3 separate regions of the Mus musculus genome follow, and regions 1 and 3 are each linked to region 2. Evidence: chromatin contacts called from public promoter capture Hi-C data. All regions are on one chromosome and are shown on one strand. The core of a region is the stretch at or near the end of the contact, and the rest is flanking DNA. Distances in the headings are between cores, read along the strand shown. Region 1 holds the start of Fam193b (family with sequence similarity 193, member B). Region 2 holds the start of 4833439L19Rik (RIKEN cDNA 4833439L19 gene). Region 3 holds the start of B4galt7 (xylosylprotein beta1,4-galactosyltransferase, polypeptide 7 (galactosyltransferase I)).

The links. Promoter capture Hi-C pulls out the DNA fragments that hold promoters and counts their contacts. Capture Hi-C pulls out chosen DNA fragments and counts their contacts.
Region 1: a contact with region 2 is called in a promoter capture Hi-C map of neutrophils, with 5 times the contacts expected there. The contact joins the promoter of Fam193b here to the promoter of 4833439L19Rik in region 2. A contact is called at or near these places in 7 of 39 promoter capture datasets (the HPC-7 cell line, HPC-7-derived erythroid cells, fetal liver and 4 more) and 2 of 115 datasets of contacts at active chromatin or transcription factors (large pre-B cells and microglia).
Region 3: a promoter capture Hi-C map of adipose tissue shows a contact between it and region 2, with 2.6 times the contacts expected there. The contact joins the promoter of B4galt7 here to the promoter of 4833439L19Rik in region 2. A contact is called at or near these places in 2 of 9 other capture datasets (adipose tissue and liver).

What each region holds. Positions count from the first base shown.
Region 1 is chr13:55,567,933-55,572,474 of GRCm38.p6, forward strand. Fam193b (family with sequence similarity 193, member B) reads right to left here and starts at 3,188. Exons shown (of 11, transcript NM_145382.4): 1 at 1,773-3,188. It overlaps Gm31364 (a long non-coding RNA gene), which reads left to right and starts at 3,164. Exons shown (of 2, transcript XR_873486.2): 1 at 3,164-3,493.
Region 2 is chr13:54,563,286-54,567,323 of GRCm38.p6, forward strand. It overlaps 4833439L19Rik (RIKEN cDNA 4833439L19 gene), which reads right to left and starts at 2,097. Exons shown (of 9, transcript NM_133797.4): 1 at 1,897-2,097; 2 at 1,230-1,336; 3 at 900-987. The coding sequence starts at 927.
Region 3 is chr13:55,598,486-55,602,511 of GRCm38.p6, forward strand. B4galt7 (xylosylprotein beta1,4-galactosyltransferase, polypeptide 7 (galactosyltransferase I)) reads left to right here and starts at 1,411. Exons shown (of 6, transcript NM_146045.2): 1 at 1,411-1,707. The coding sequence starts at 1,658.

The DNA.
Region 1 (4,542 bases), core at 1,938-4,437, 1.0 Mb after region 2:
CCTGTAACTTGCTATATAGTGCAGACTAGCATTGAATTCAAGGCTATCCTCCTGCCTTAGCTTCCCAGGCGCTAGAATAGAATTACAGGCACAAACTACTGCCCCCCTGCCACACAGTTGCTTCAAAACACCCACTTACGTTAAGAAAAAAAAAAAAAAAAAAAAAAAAAAAAAAAAAAACAGTGTATGGGTTTTGGATCTTAGAATAAGTCTGTGGGCTGGATGTAGTCTTATTTGCCACCCATAGACTTGGTTCAGCAGGTAACATTGAATTTTACCTTTCATATTCACTCTACATCCAGACAAAAGTGAGGGGGGTTACAAACCAAGATCCTTAAGAAAGATATGACAGTAGACAGAGCAATGTCCAGCCTCTACCCTGACAACAAGAACTTTTGACCAGAGCACAAAAAGCTGTATCTTGACTCTCATTTCTACCCTTAGCAAAAAGCGGAGTCCAATCAGAGCTGGTCTTTCAGCTCCCTTGTGTGTGTAAGAGTGAATTTTTACTTGATTGGAGTTTTTTTGCCTCTTGTTTGTAAGTGGGAGTCATTTGGGTAAATGTTTAATTGCTGTGGGTTTCTGTTTTCCCATCTGAGAACGGGGTAATTGTAGTTATATCCTCTAGTCTGTTTACTAATATCTGTTAGTCACTAGGACAGGGATCTGGTGACTAGTTGACAAAGCTCCTGCACTCTACAGTGTACATGGAAAAGCAGACAAAGAACCAGATCAGTTGGCTAATGCATCAAATCAGTGCTAGGTGCTGAGGAGAGCACAGGGGAGGTGGGAAGGGGAGGAGGAAGGTATGCGGGCTGGAGAGATAGCTCAGCGGGTAAGAGCACTGACTGCTCTTCCAGAGGTCCTGAGTTCAATTCCCAGCAACCACATGGTGGCTCACAACCACTTGTAATGGGATCCGATGCCCTCTTCTGGTGTGCCTGAAGACAGCTACAGTGTACTCATATACATAAAATAAATAAATCTTTAAAAATAACAAAATAAAAGTAAGGTATGCTAACCATCCTAGGTCTTTCTTTATAGACAAGAATCTATAAAAACCTGGATCAGAGGTACTAATGAAGGTTCAAATTTGGGACAACTGCATTTCAATGAAACTGGACAGTTAAGACACCATCCAAACTTTCTGGGCTCTCTATGTGACAGGGGCTCTAGAGCACTGTATGTCTGAATGGGAAAGAAAGAGGAAAACAGACAGCTAGCTGCATGGTTCTCTTCTAGATAACAACACTCTTTGGGGGCGGGGATGGGGGGTGGTCAAAACAGGTAAGAAGGGGAAGCAATGTCTGGTTGAAATGGAGACCCAGCAGGAGCACAGGGCAACCTGTGACAGCCTAGGCTGCAGAGCGGGATGTTGGGTATGCTTCTGACATCCAAGAAGTTGAGATACTTTCATTAATTAAAAATCCTCTCACCGTGATACGAGACACAAAGGAGACCAGCATCAAAAGTAGGTTACAATAAGTGCAGGTTCTAGCCTGATTCAACCTTCCCCTCCTTCACCTAGTTACTTCTCCATAAAGGCAAAGCCTGGGACAGGCGTGGAGGAGCCCACGAAGGGCATCCTCCCAGCCCGTGGTGTTCACTGTTCAGTGCTTGGGACAGACACATCAACAAGTTTCATCACAGAAGGAGTGGTGCCATTGAAGGGAAGCAAAGAGGGTGGTGGGCACAGAGGGGGCACTTGGTTTAACTGGGGAGGTCAGGGAAAGCGTTCCAGGAATGGTACCCCAAATGGCATCCCCACTCACATGCACAATTCCAGAGATTCTACTAGAAGGCTGTCAAGAGCCATGCCTTCAGGCTGCACCAGCCTCCCAGAGTCCCCTGCTGCCCGATGCAGTGTCTGCAGAGCCAAACGCATCTTCCGCCACGCCTCGTCCTCATCCGGGCGCTGCATCCGACCCTCCAAGACTCCTGCAGGGGCCTGCCTTCCTTGGCAGGCTCAGCCAAAAAACCAACTCAAAACTCTTTTGTCAGAGCAAGCTTAGGGTGAGCCACCCAGCCCCGGGTGCCACAACCCTCCCTGAGCAACTGTGGCCCACGCCACCCCCGCCTCTCCTGTTTGCTCCTTTTTGCTCAAAAGAAAGTGACCTTCCAGGTGGCAAGCTGGAAGCTTCCGAGAATCCTCCCAAATACTCTTAGTCTCGCAGGATTCACCAAACTAGTGGACTGGCGGGGGTTGGAGGTGGGAGTGGGGGCTCCTTATGGGACAGGAGATAGGAGGAGAACAAGGGTTTCCTCTTTAGTGGAGTTATTCTAACAGTCTTTGGGGCCGCCAACTGTTCTGCTGGGTAGGGAAAGGAGAGAGGTCCCGGAAGGCAGATGCAGAGAGGTACAGCTGTTGAGGGTAGCGGCTGCAGACCGTGCAGGGGAAGGGATGAAGCTGCTGGGGGCGGGGGTGGAGGGGCGCACAGAGGCTGCAGCCTTGCAGGTTCCAGCGCCCTGAGATGATGGTCTTTTAGGGGCTAGGGGATAGGGGGGAATCAGGTGGCTCCAAAGGGAAGTGGAGGGCAGAGAACTAAGCGGTGGTCTCGGGACCTGAGCGAGTCCCAGAGAGCATAAATGGTCAGAAGATTTAGCTCCGGAGCAGGGCCTGAACGGGTAGCTTTACAAGGGTCGCAAGAGGGTTGGCTGAGCTTTGGCTTTGGAGAGGGGTCCAGCTTCCACTCCCGGCAAGCGGGTTGAAAGCATCTGCCCCGGACTTGGGATTTGGTCCCAGACCCACAGTATGGTCCATGCCCACTCCCGCCCCACTCCCGCTCCCGCTCTGGGGAGGTGTAAGCAGCCCGGCAGTCGGAGTCGTTTTGCTCGATCCTACCTGAGGGCCTGGAGCCAGCTTGGGCTCTTCTTCCTCTCGGGGACCGTCGCAATCCAGCTCGGCGGGCACCTCCGGGGGCCCTGCACCGGCTCCCGCTTCCAGGCTCGGCGGCGGCGGCTGCGGCTCGGGCGCCTGGGGCTTCTGCAGCCCCGCGGCCCGCGCCCGCTCCCGCCGGCCCGCGCCGCCGCTTGGCCTGCTCCGCCTCCGAGTCATGCTGCCTCTTGCGCCGCTCCCCCGCTCGCTGGCTCCTCTCGCGCCTCCGCCGCCGCCGCCGCCGCCGCCGCCGCCGCCGCCGCCGCCGCTCCCCTCACAGGACAACAGCCAATATGGCGGCGCCCGGCGCCCCTCCCCGCCTGCTGCCAACAGGTCAGAGGGCACACTCAGTCCGCGCCGCCGCAGTCGCCACGGAAGCCGCCAGCGCCATTTTTAATAAGGCCACCTCGCTGGGCTTCGCAGGAGACCAGCCCCGGGCGAGATCCTGTCCTAAGCACTAGTCCGAAAGGCTGCGATCGGCTGGAGAAACACATTGGGCTCTGTAATAGCGGGCCTAGGAGCTTAATTATCCATTAAATAATGAGTGAGTTACTAATCTTTTTGCTGCGAACTTTTCACGCTCATCTCTTGGCTCCTCCCTAAATCACTTGGAAACAGGTACGAATTATTCCCATTTTGCAATGGACAAGCACTGGCTGCAAAATGCCTACCATAGATTCCTAGATATCATCCCACCACACCTGTGGTCAGCCTGAGGCGAAAGAATAGGCAGGTCTTTACTTGTCGTTTACTGGGAGCCCCACGTTCTGTGCTCAGAACTGCAGGACCCAGACTCAGGTCGTTCTTGAGGCTGATGGGGAAGGGGGTCACTTAAATAGATAATAGGATCGGCGTGACAAGGATGAAATGATTAAAGCACATACTCTGGCAATGTTTTTTTTTTTTTTTAAGTGGTATGTGCGAGAGAGGTCTTTAACCCACAAAGCAAAATTAGAAATGTTTTAATAGCTCAGCATTTTAGTTGTTAATATGTCATCTCCACCCATTTTCTTCCCACAGGGGGAGAAAAATTCAGGCACATGGAACAAAAAAATATATGTATTTTTTTTTTAAGTTTCCAATGCTGTCTTATGCCTTGTCGAGTGAAACTGGAACTTTTTAGTAGTTACACGTGGAATTTATATTGATAACATCAATCAGAACAAAATCTGAAACTTTGACTACCAAGAAGTAAATCAATTTTTAAAAATTGCTCTATTTATCTTATTGTTTTAATAGGTATGTGTGTGTATGTGTGTGTGTCGGTGGGACTGGGTTAAACTTCTTTGGCCTAACTTGCTCCATCTTGAAGTCTGTCCTCCGTTTTGCATGGCCCCAATTCCAAGAAAAACCACAAATGTTCTAGAGTCTACCACTCAGGGAAGGGGAGGAACATCTGGCCTTTTCTCCAAGATCCTGAAACAGTTGCCACCCTTCTTTCCCTGGAATACCTAGGGGCCACCACAGACCAATCAGGAACCAGGACCTCTGGAAAGCCCCCTAACCACAACCAACCATGGTAAAGGTTGCCTAGACCCTCACCCTAATCTTCCACTTCATACCTGGTTGTGGTTTTCTGCTTTAAAAGGCCTGTGAGCCCACTTCTTGGGCTCATTGCTTCAGCTCCCGAGCCTAACTGCATCTCTAGTCCAGCTAGATCTCTTGGT
Region 2 (4,038 bases), core at 847-3,346:
CAGGAGACACTGAGCCAGGGCTCACTCCTTGCTGCCAGCTACAAAGCCTTAAGCTCATGAGCACACACATAGCTCTGCATGGTGACAAGGGCGTTAGAGAGTCCAGTGTAAGTGGAAGACACACGTGATGGTAGAGACAAATGGTATTAGGGTACATGGAGGAAGCTTCCATTAACCTGCCTAACTGGGGAGCGACTTCAAACAGTGTCTAACACCTTGTCCAATGGCTTCATAAAGACAATAGTAATAAAGCCGCTGGCATCTACTTTTTTTTTTTTTTTTTTTGGTTTTTCGAGACAGGGTTTCTCTGTGTAACCCTGGCTGTCCTGGAACTCAGAAATCCACCTGCCTCTGCCTCCTAAGTGCTGGGATAAAGTCGTGCACCACCACTGCCTGCCCAAAAACTTTTTTGAGCCAGGTGCAGTGTACATGCATTTTAATCCCAGAACTCAGGAGGCAGAGGCAGGAGGATCTCTGTGAATTCCAGGACAGCCAAGTCTACAAAGGGAGACTCTGTCTCAAAAAAAAAAAAACAGTAGATGTAGATTTAGCAGCAACTCTGAACTTCACTTATGATTTCGCCTTTAAAGACAGCACTTGGGAGGTAGAGGTGGTAAGATCTCTGTGAATTCAAGGACAGCCTGGTCTAAATACAGAGTTTCAGGACAGCCAGAACCACACGGAGAAACCCTGTCTCTGGAAAAACAAACAAAAAGTGTTTACTCTTCACAAAAGACACTTATGGCAAGAGGCTGTAAGCCAAGGTCAGGGTGTATACCACGGCTGAGAAGGTGATGACCTAATACTAAAGAAGATCAGTACTAAGGATTCTGAGAAAATAAGCTCTCTGGGGGATGTGGGTGGGGGTACAGACTTAACCAATAAGAACTTAAGTTTACCAGGCACTTCTGGTTGTCTTGAAGCCATTGAAAGACAGGGATCCAGGTGTTTTTTTCTATACGTAATTCGGAGCTGAGTCCCTTCCACCTAATAAAAATAACATAGGGCATTTTCTTATGTTGCACAGCAGAGGGTCATTCCAGTGCTCTGACAGACACGCAGAGACTTATGGCTGGTAAGTAAGGTTGACACATACACACGCTAGAACCAATGAGTGACAAACACACCCCCGGAAGGATAAAGTCCACTAGTTTGCCAGTATCCTATGGCTGGCTCCTCTGAACACCCGAGAGGAGAAAGCCAAACCTCAGTTTAGACAGACACCTTACCACAGTGAAATGACGCCGGACTATGCAGACAGACAGATGTTAATGAGGAGCATTGCCCAGCTTCTGCAAATTAGCGAAGCTTCTGAGGAAGGGTCCATCCAGAGGCTCTAAGTAACAATAAACAAGCAAGGTTGGTACAGCGCCCCTAAGTCCACCGAACATCCGACCACTCCCCAGCCGGATTACATAGCAGCCTTTCCCCTTGGCAGAAATGAGCTATGCCAGCATAGAAGACCAACTCGGCATCACTAAAAGTCATCGCATTCTCACACAACCCTTGTCTTGAAAACAAACCCGCGGCGCTGCACAGCAGGCATTATTGGTCCAGATTTTTGTTCAAGTTCACTGCGGTCCTAGGGACATCCGCAAGCCAGACACACGCCCTTTCCCTCTCCCTTAGCGACCCCAAGCCCACGACTCTCTCGCAGGAGGTGCAAAACAAAGCCTCTGAGATGTGTAAAGCCAATCCCGACCTTCCCACGGTCCCACCCCTCAAGGCGAAGCCGGCTGGTTCGCAGCGAGCAGATGCTCCGAGGCTCACTGTGCGGGTCTTTCTGGTGTCCCTCGAGCCCCGCTAGGGTGGAACAGAGCCCCCCTCCAGGCCCCCCAGGCCGCGGCGCCCCGGAACTCAGGCTGCCCCCAGCTCCGCCAGGCCGCGGTCGGTTACCTGCTCGCCCGCCGCCTGCGGCCCGACTTCCCGCACTAAAGAGGCTCCGAGGCTCCAGATGGCCCAAGAGGCTGCTGGGCTGAACAGAGCAGAGCCATCGTGAGAGCGCGACGAACGCTCCCCTACGGAGGACAGTCGCCGGCCGGCAACCGAACCCCCAAACCACCCCGAGACTGTCGCAGGTCGCGCGAGACCTGACTCGAAGATCCGCGGGGCATGCTGGGAGTTGTAGTCCGAGATCTGAGCGTGCCTCCGTACCCACCACCACCGGAACACCTCCCTGTAGGTTGAACTCTAAAAGGGAATTCCACGGGGTTCCCAGAAAGGAGGTCACCTGTTTCCAGCACTTCCTCTGCGCTTTTTACTTGATTACAGAATTGTGGCACTTGGAGGCTGAGGCAGGAGCATTGCCTGAATCAAGGAGTGTGGTGGGGGCTGAGGATGAGAAGGGGGGAAAGAATGAAGATTGATGGCTGGAGATGGTTCAGTTAAAACAGTAATTACTGCACTTGCAGATGACCTGGGTTTGTTCCCAGCACCCAGGTTTGGTATCTCACAACCTCTTGTAGTACAGCTCCCAGGGTCTGCTGCCCTCTTCTGGCTCCCAAGGACACCGCAGTCGGTCTCCCATTCCCACATACTTGAATTTAAAGGGGGGAGACCCATCCCCCACTTTGCCAGACTCTCATTGCTTTATCAGGAAAGCAAGCTCAGGCAGCCTGTTAGCAGGTGGTGGCTTCTTGCAGGAAGCTGCAGATGTGGCACACAATAGACTTTACCTAGATTGGAAGACTCCACCCTAGGTGGGCTAGCCAACTGTGGCAGAAACAAAGTCTGATTCTGCCTGCTCAAGGCTGGGGGGAAGGGCACAGTTCAATGAACCATGAAGCCAGGTAGGCGCCTTCGTGGGTCGTGACCCACAGGTTAAGAACCACTACCATACCTCCCACACACAGAGAGGATCTGATAGTTAATCTTTCTCCCTTTAATTAGCAGTGGAGTCAGGCGGGCTCCACACTAGTACAGGACTAAATACAGGAGCATCCGCCTCCCCGGAAATGGATAATAACTATGAGAAAAGTGGACCTGGAGAGGTAGCCACTCAGAGGTCTCAAAAACACTTCCCTGCTCTGCTCCATGAGAGAAAGCTGAAAACACCCACACTCAACTCTGCTCCAAGTCCAAGGTTCACTGTCCGCTCAGGAAGAATCGGAGGGTGTTAAAAGATGGGAATACATTTGACTTTGCTTGCATTCTGTTAGGACCAAGACTGGGCCAGGAATTCATGTCTTCTGTAAGCTGTATACTTCATTTGTGAATAACACACTTGATTTGCAGTGTGACACTTGAAAAAGTATTCCCAGTGTTTTTACTTTACTGCTCCTGGGAGGAAAGGGTGCAGATCAATTCTCACATAAAAGGTTAAACATGGGGACGGAAGTGAAGGCTCCTCAATGGAGAACACTGGCTGCCGTTCCAAAGGACCCAGATTCAATTTCCAGCACCCATAGGACAGCTCACAGCTGCTTATCACTCTTCATCCAAGGGGTCCAATGCCCTTTTACAGCCTCAGCATGTGAATGACAGACAGGCACACATCTATGCAAGCAAAACAAACACAGGGCTGGAGAGATGGCTCAGTGGTTAAAAGGACTGACTACTGTTCCTAGAGGTCCTGAGTTCAATTCCCAGCAACCACATGGTGGCTCACAACCATCTGTAATGGGATCTGATGCCCTCTTCTGTTGTGTCTGAAGACAGTGACAGTGTATTCACATACATGAAATAAATAAATTCTTTAAAAAAAAAAAAGACAAACAAACACACACACATTTAAAAAACAAATCTTTTATAAGGTTAAAATGTCTTTTTTTAAAAACAAATGAAATATTTTGAAAATATCTTGTTTTAAGATTTATTTATTTATTTTATGTATGTGAGTACATGTGATTGGCTACTATTGCAACTGGTAGATCCTGAGAGAGAAACCGAGGCAGGACAACCAGGAGCAAGAGACCTCAGGTGGCAGTGAGCACATTGAGAACGGACTCTTAGGAGAGAGCTTCAGTGAGGCAGCTCATTTAATGGAGGGAATAAACGCTATTTAAACCTTCGAGGGGATGGAGGCTTTCAGGGTGAGTG
Region 3 (4,026 bases), core at 161-2,660, 1.0 Mb after region 2:
TTTTATGTAAAATTTAGTTTCTTGAGTTTGAGGTCTAACACTAGAGCAACAGGTCACCTGACTGTCTTATCGCCTGATGGCCCTGCCTAACTGGTCTCTGCAGGAGGTCAATCCTGCCTTTAAGATCTGCCACATCAGGCTGGAGAGATGACTCAGTGGTTAAGAGCACTGACTGATCTTCCAGAGGTCCTGAGTTCAATTCCCAGCAACCACATGGTGTCTCACAACCGTCTGTAATGGGCATCCGATGCCTTCTGATGTGTCTGAAGAGAGTGACAGTGTACTCACATATATAAAATAAATCTTAAAAGAAAATTAAAAAAAAAAAAAAGGTCTGCCCCATCTATGGTTGACTTGGTAAGTTTCTGGTGTGGGATGCAGAGCCCTAGGTGAGCCACAGAGCAAATCATTGAGTTGTGTTTGTTAGGGTTTAAGAGGGGAAAGAAAGTTAAGAACAATTAACTTAACCAATAGTGAAGATCTACCTTGAAACAATGCACTTGAAATTGGAGATCATGGATTGTGGCTGGAAAGATTGTGCACACAAACCAATGACCTGCCTGTGCCTTGGTCCTTTCATCTTCACAATGGAAATAATACCTATTCATAAAGACTGAATAAAAGCACAGCCATAAAGAACTTAGAACAGGAGCTGGAGAGATGGCTCGATGCTCTTCCAGAGGTCCTGAGTTCAAATCTCAGCAACCACATGGTGGCTCACGGGCTGACAACCATCCGTAATGAGATCTGATGCCCTCTCCTGGACTGTCTGAAGTCAGCTACAGTGTACTTACATATAATAACTAAATCTTAAAAAAAAATGAGTAGCACAAAGTAAAACTTAATAAATGTTAGGTACTTATTAGAATATTAAATTTTGCCTGAAAGAACAGACATGAAGTCTAGTAACTGCCTCTCTTTTCCCAGGTGGGGAAGAGGGGAAGAGAGTAGATAAATTCACACAGGCAAAGAGGCGGCTCAGTCTCCTATTCATTCCTTAGGTTCTCAAATCGGACGACAGCATTTATATAGTGTGACTGTGCCAAGCACTGCACCAAATGGGTTTTCGTTTCCTACAATGACCACACAGAATACGAACAATTTATATAACCCAAGTGATGAAACCGTCACAGAGAAATCGACTCGCCTCAGCGTTGTTAAATTATCAGAGCAGTGTTTGAAGCACAATCAGTCTTCCGAGATCAGCTCCGAATTCTGAACTGGATCTTATGCTCCAAGAGTACGTGCTTTCTCTGCTGGGCTGACCGTAGGAATGCTGCGATGATACCAGCCTTCACTTGGGGGAAAAAGGAGGAAGATGTACCTTATCCCAGACGTTCTGTTATGCAGTACACGTCTAGTTCCAGCTAGTCTCTAGCTTGTTTGGTCGCCTTTGACTTGGGTGATGGGAGGGAACTCCCTTTCTTGTGACATCCAGTGGGCCCTTGTATGTAGTGAGAACCTAGCTAGGTCCCGCCATCGGTTCTCCAGACAGCAGAACCTTATAAGCTGTGGCTCTGAGGTGCAGCCGGCCCAACCGGAGGGACGGACTCGGCGGACCGGGGGGCGGGGCGGGGGCGGAGACGCCGCGTAGGCTGGGCAGGCCGGGCAGCGGGGCTTTGAGCCAGAGCCCCATGTCCTGCTGTGTCCCGCCACGATGTTGCCCTCCCGGAGGAAAGCGGCGCAGCTGCCCTGGGAGGATGGCAGGTGAGCGGCCGCAACGGGCAGGAGCCGCGTCCCCCTGGGTGCCATTCCTTTTCTCGACCTCCTGCAAATCTTAGCAGCCCTACGCTGTCGCATCTGGGTTTCTGGGGGTCACCCTGAGTGTTTGTGGTTCTCTGGGGGTGGGGGGAACGTCATTGGTATTGTCTGCACGGCTCTCTTTTCCTACTAGCTTCTATTCTGCGCGTCCCTGTGTCTGGGTCTCTGCCTTGCTCTCTCCATTGATCTTTTTGTTTGGACCGCGAACTAGTCCAGTGGCTCTCAACCTGTGGGTCGCGGCCCCCTTGGGTTGCATATATCAGACATTTATGTTACGATTCATAACAATAACAAAACCACAAATGTGGAATAACGACGACATTTATGGTTGGGGACCACCACAACCGTGAGGAGTTGTATAAAAGGGCTGCAGCAGTAGGAAGGCTGAGAACCACTCTTTCTCCTGTGCCTTTGTGTGTTTGTCTGTCTGTTTTCATGTAGCAGATGATTCTGTTCGTTTCTTACAGCGGATCTCTCTGTGTTGTGGCGCTGAAGGTCTTTATTTATTTATTTATTTATTTTCTGTCTGCCCCGTCATATCCATGTGACTTCAAATCCTATCCTTCGCCTTCATGCCCTCTCATACTTTGCGGTTGGCCGGGAAGATCACACCAGACAGAGCTTCCTGTGTTCTCTTCCTGGTTGGTTAGCCATTGCCTGTCTTATACTAGACACACCCAGTAGTTCATTTCCTGTGCTGCTGTACTTGTGTGGGGGTCTGCTTTAAGTGTTAGGTGTGAGTCTGGCTCATACCCGAGTTTAAGATATTTCTCACTGAAACAGAATGGCGGAGGTGATTTTCCTGCCTAGATTTATGGGGCATTACACTTTTAGGCTTGAAGCATCTTTTTGTTTGGACCTTGGGCTAGTCCAGTGGTTCTCAACCTGTGGGTCGCGCCCCCCCATGGGTTGCATACATCAGATATTTATATTATGATCCATAACAATAACAAAGTCACAGGTATGGAGGAACAATGTAATTTATGGTTGGGGGCCCCCATTTTCTTTCCCCCAACACGTTAGTGTATATTCACTTAATGAATGACACATTTGTTAGATATTGTAAGGCTCTAGAATTTAGTGGACACACTTTTGGGGTGTTTGTTTCTTTTTCTTTTTCTTTTCTTTTTTTTTTTCAGATTTGGTGTTAAAAGGTGACAGTAATATAGTAGAAGCATGGTCCATGGTGGCCAGAAATAGACCACTTAATTTTTCTGACCTCGGTTTTCCATCTCTGAAATGAATATCATAATATCTACTTGTAAGGGCTCATTGAAGAATGGTGAAGATAGTTTATAGAGGAGAATTGCCATCTTCTGATCATTTTCTGTTATTGTGTTCTCAGAAAAATAGATTGATGTCCATTCAGTGCTTTTGACACAGTGGCAAAGATTCATGGGACATATATAAAATAGTGTAGTAACTGGGTGGTAGCTCTAGTGCGAGCTTACTTGGGTTTGAAGCACCCCTAACTAGCTTTAGGTAAAGGAGACCATCCCTTTTCTAAATCATCCCTGAGAACCTGAGTGTGGGAGCAGCCAGTACTGCAGTTCTGAAGATGACCACCAGGTGGCACCAGCAGCCTCTGTTGTCTGTGTTCAGTATCATCACTTTTACTGATAAAATTGGGACCCTCAGTGGTTTTGGCTTTTAGAGCAAAGAGTGAGAGTGTCCTTGGGCACACGTTCTTTTTGTTTGTTTGTTTTTTGTTTTTCGAGACAGGGTTTCTCTGTGTAGCCCTGGCTGTCCTGGAACTCAGTCTGTAGACCAGGCTGGCCTTGAACTCAGAAATCCGCCTGCCTCTGCCTCCCGAGTGCTGGGATTAAAGGTGTGCACCACCACACCGGGCTTGGGCACACGTTCTTTATAGAAAGGGGAGGTTGAATTGAAGAAACAGCACGAGAAAGCACATGGACTGTCCGATCCATGCCTTGCTCCTGGATAATGGTCATTGTTTATTCCCCCAAAGGCGGTCTATTACCCATTGCTCATCATATAAATCTCAGTCCTGCTCCCAGAAGGAGCCCAGAGTGCAAGAAAGAATCTATAAAGGTCCCAGGCCTGTCAGGCCATTTGCAGGTCTGGGCTCTACTGCTCCACAGTGGAAACCATCACCACAGGACAATGGGGGGTAAGTCAGAAGTCCTGTGAGGGGAGTCCTACCGGGCAACCTCTCAGCTGCACGAGGGACCTGGGCCTGGCTTCAGGGCTGCTGGCTTCCAGGTTTGCAGCTGTGTCTTTAGAGAAAGGTAGGCATGGATGTGG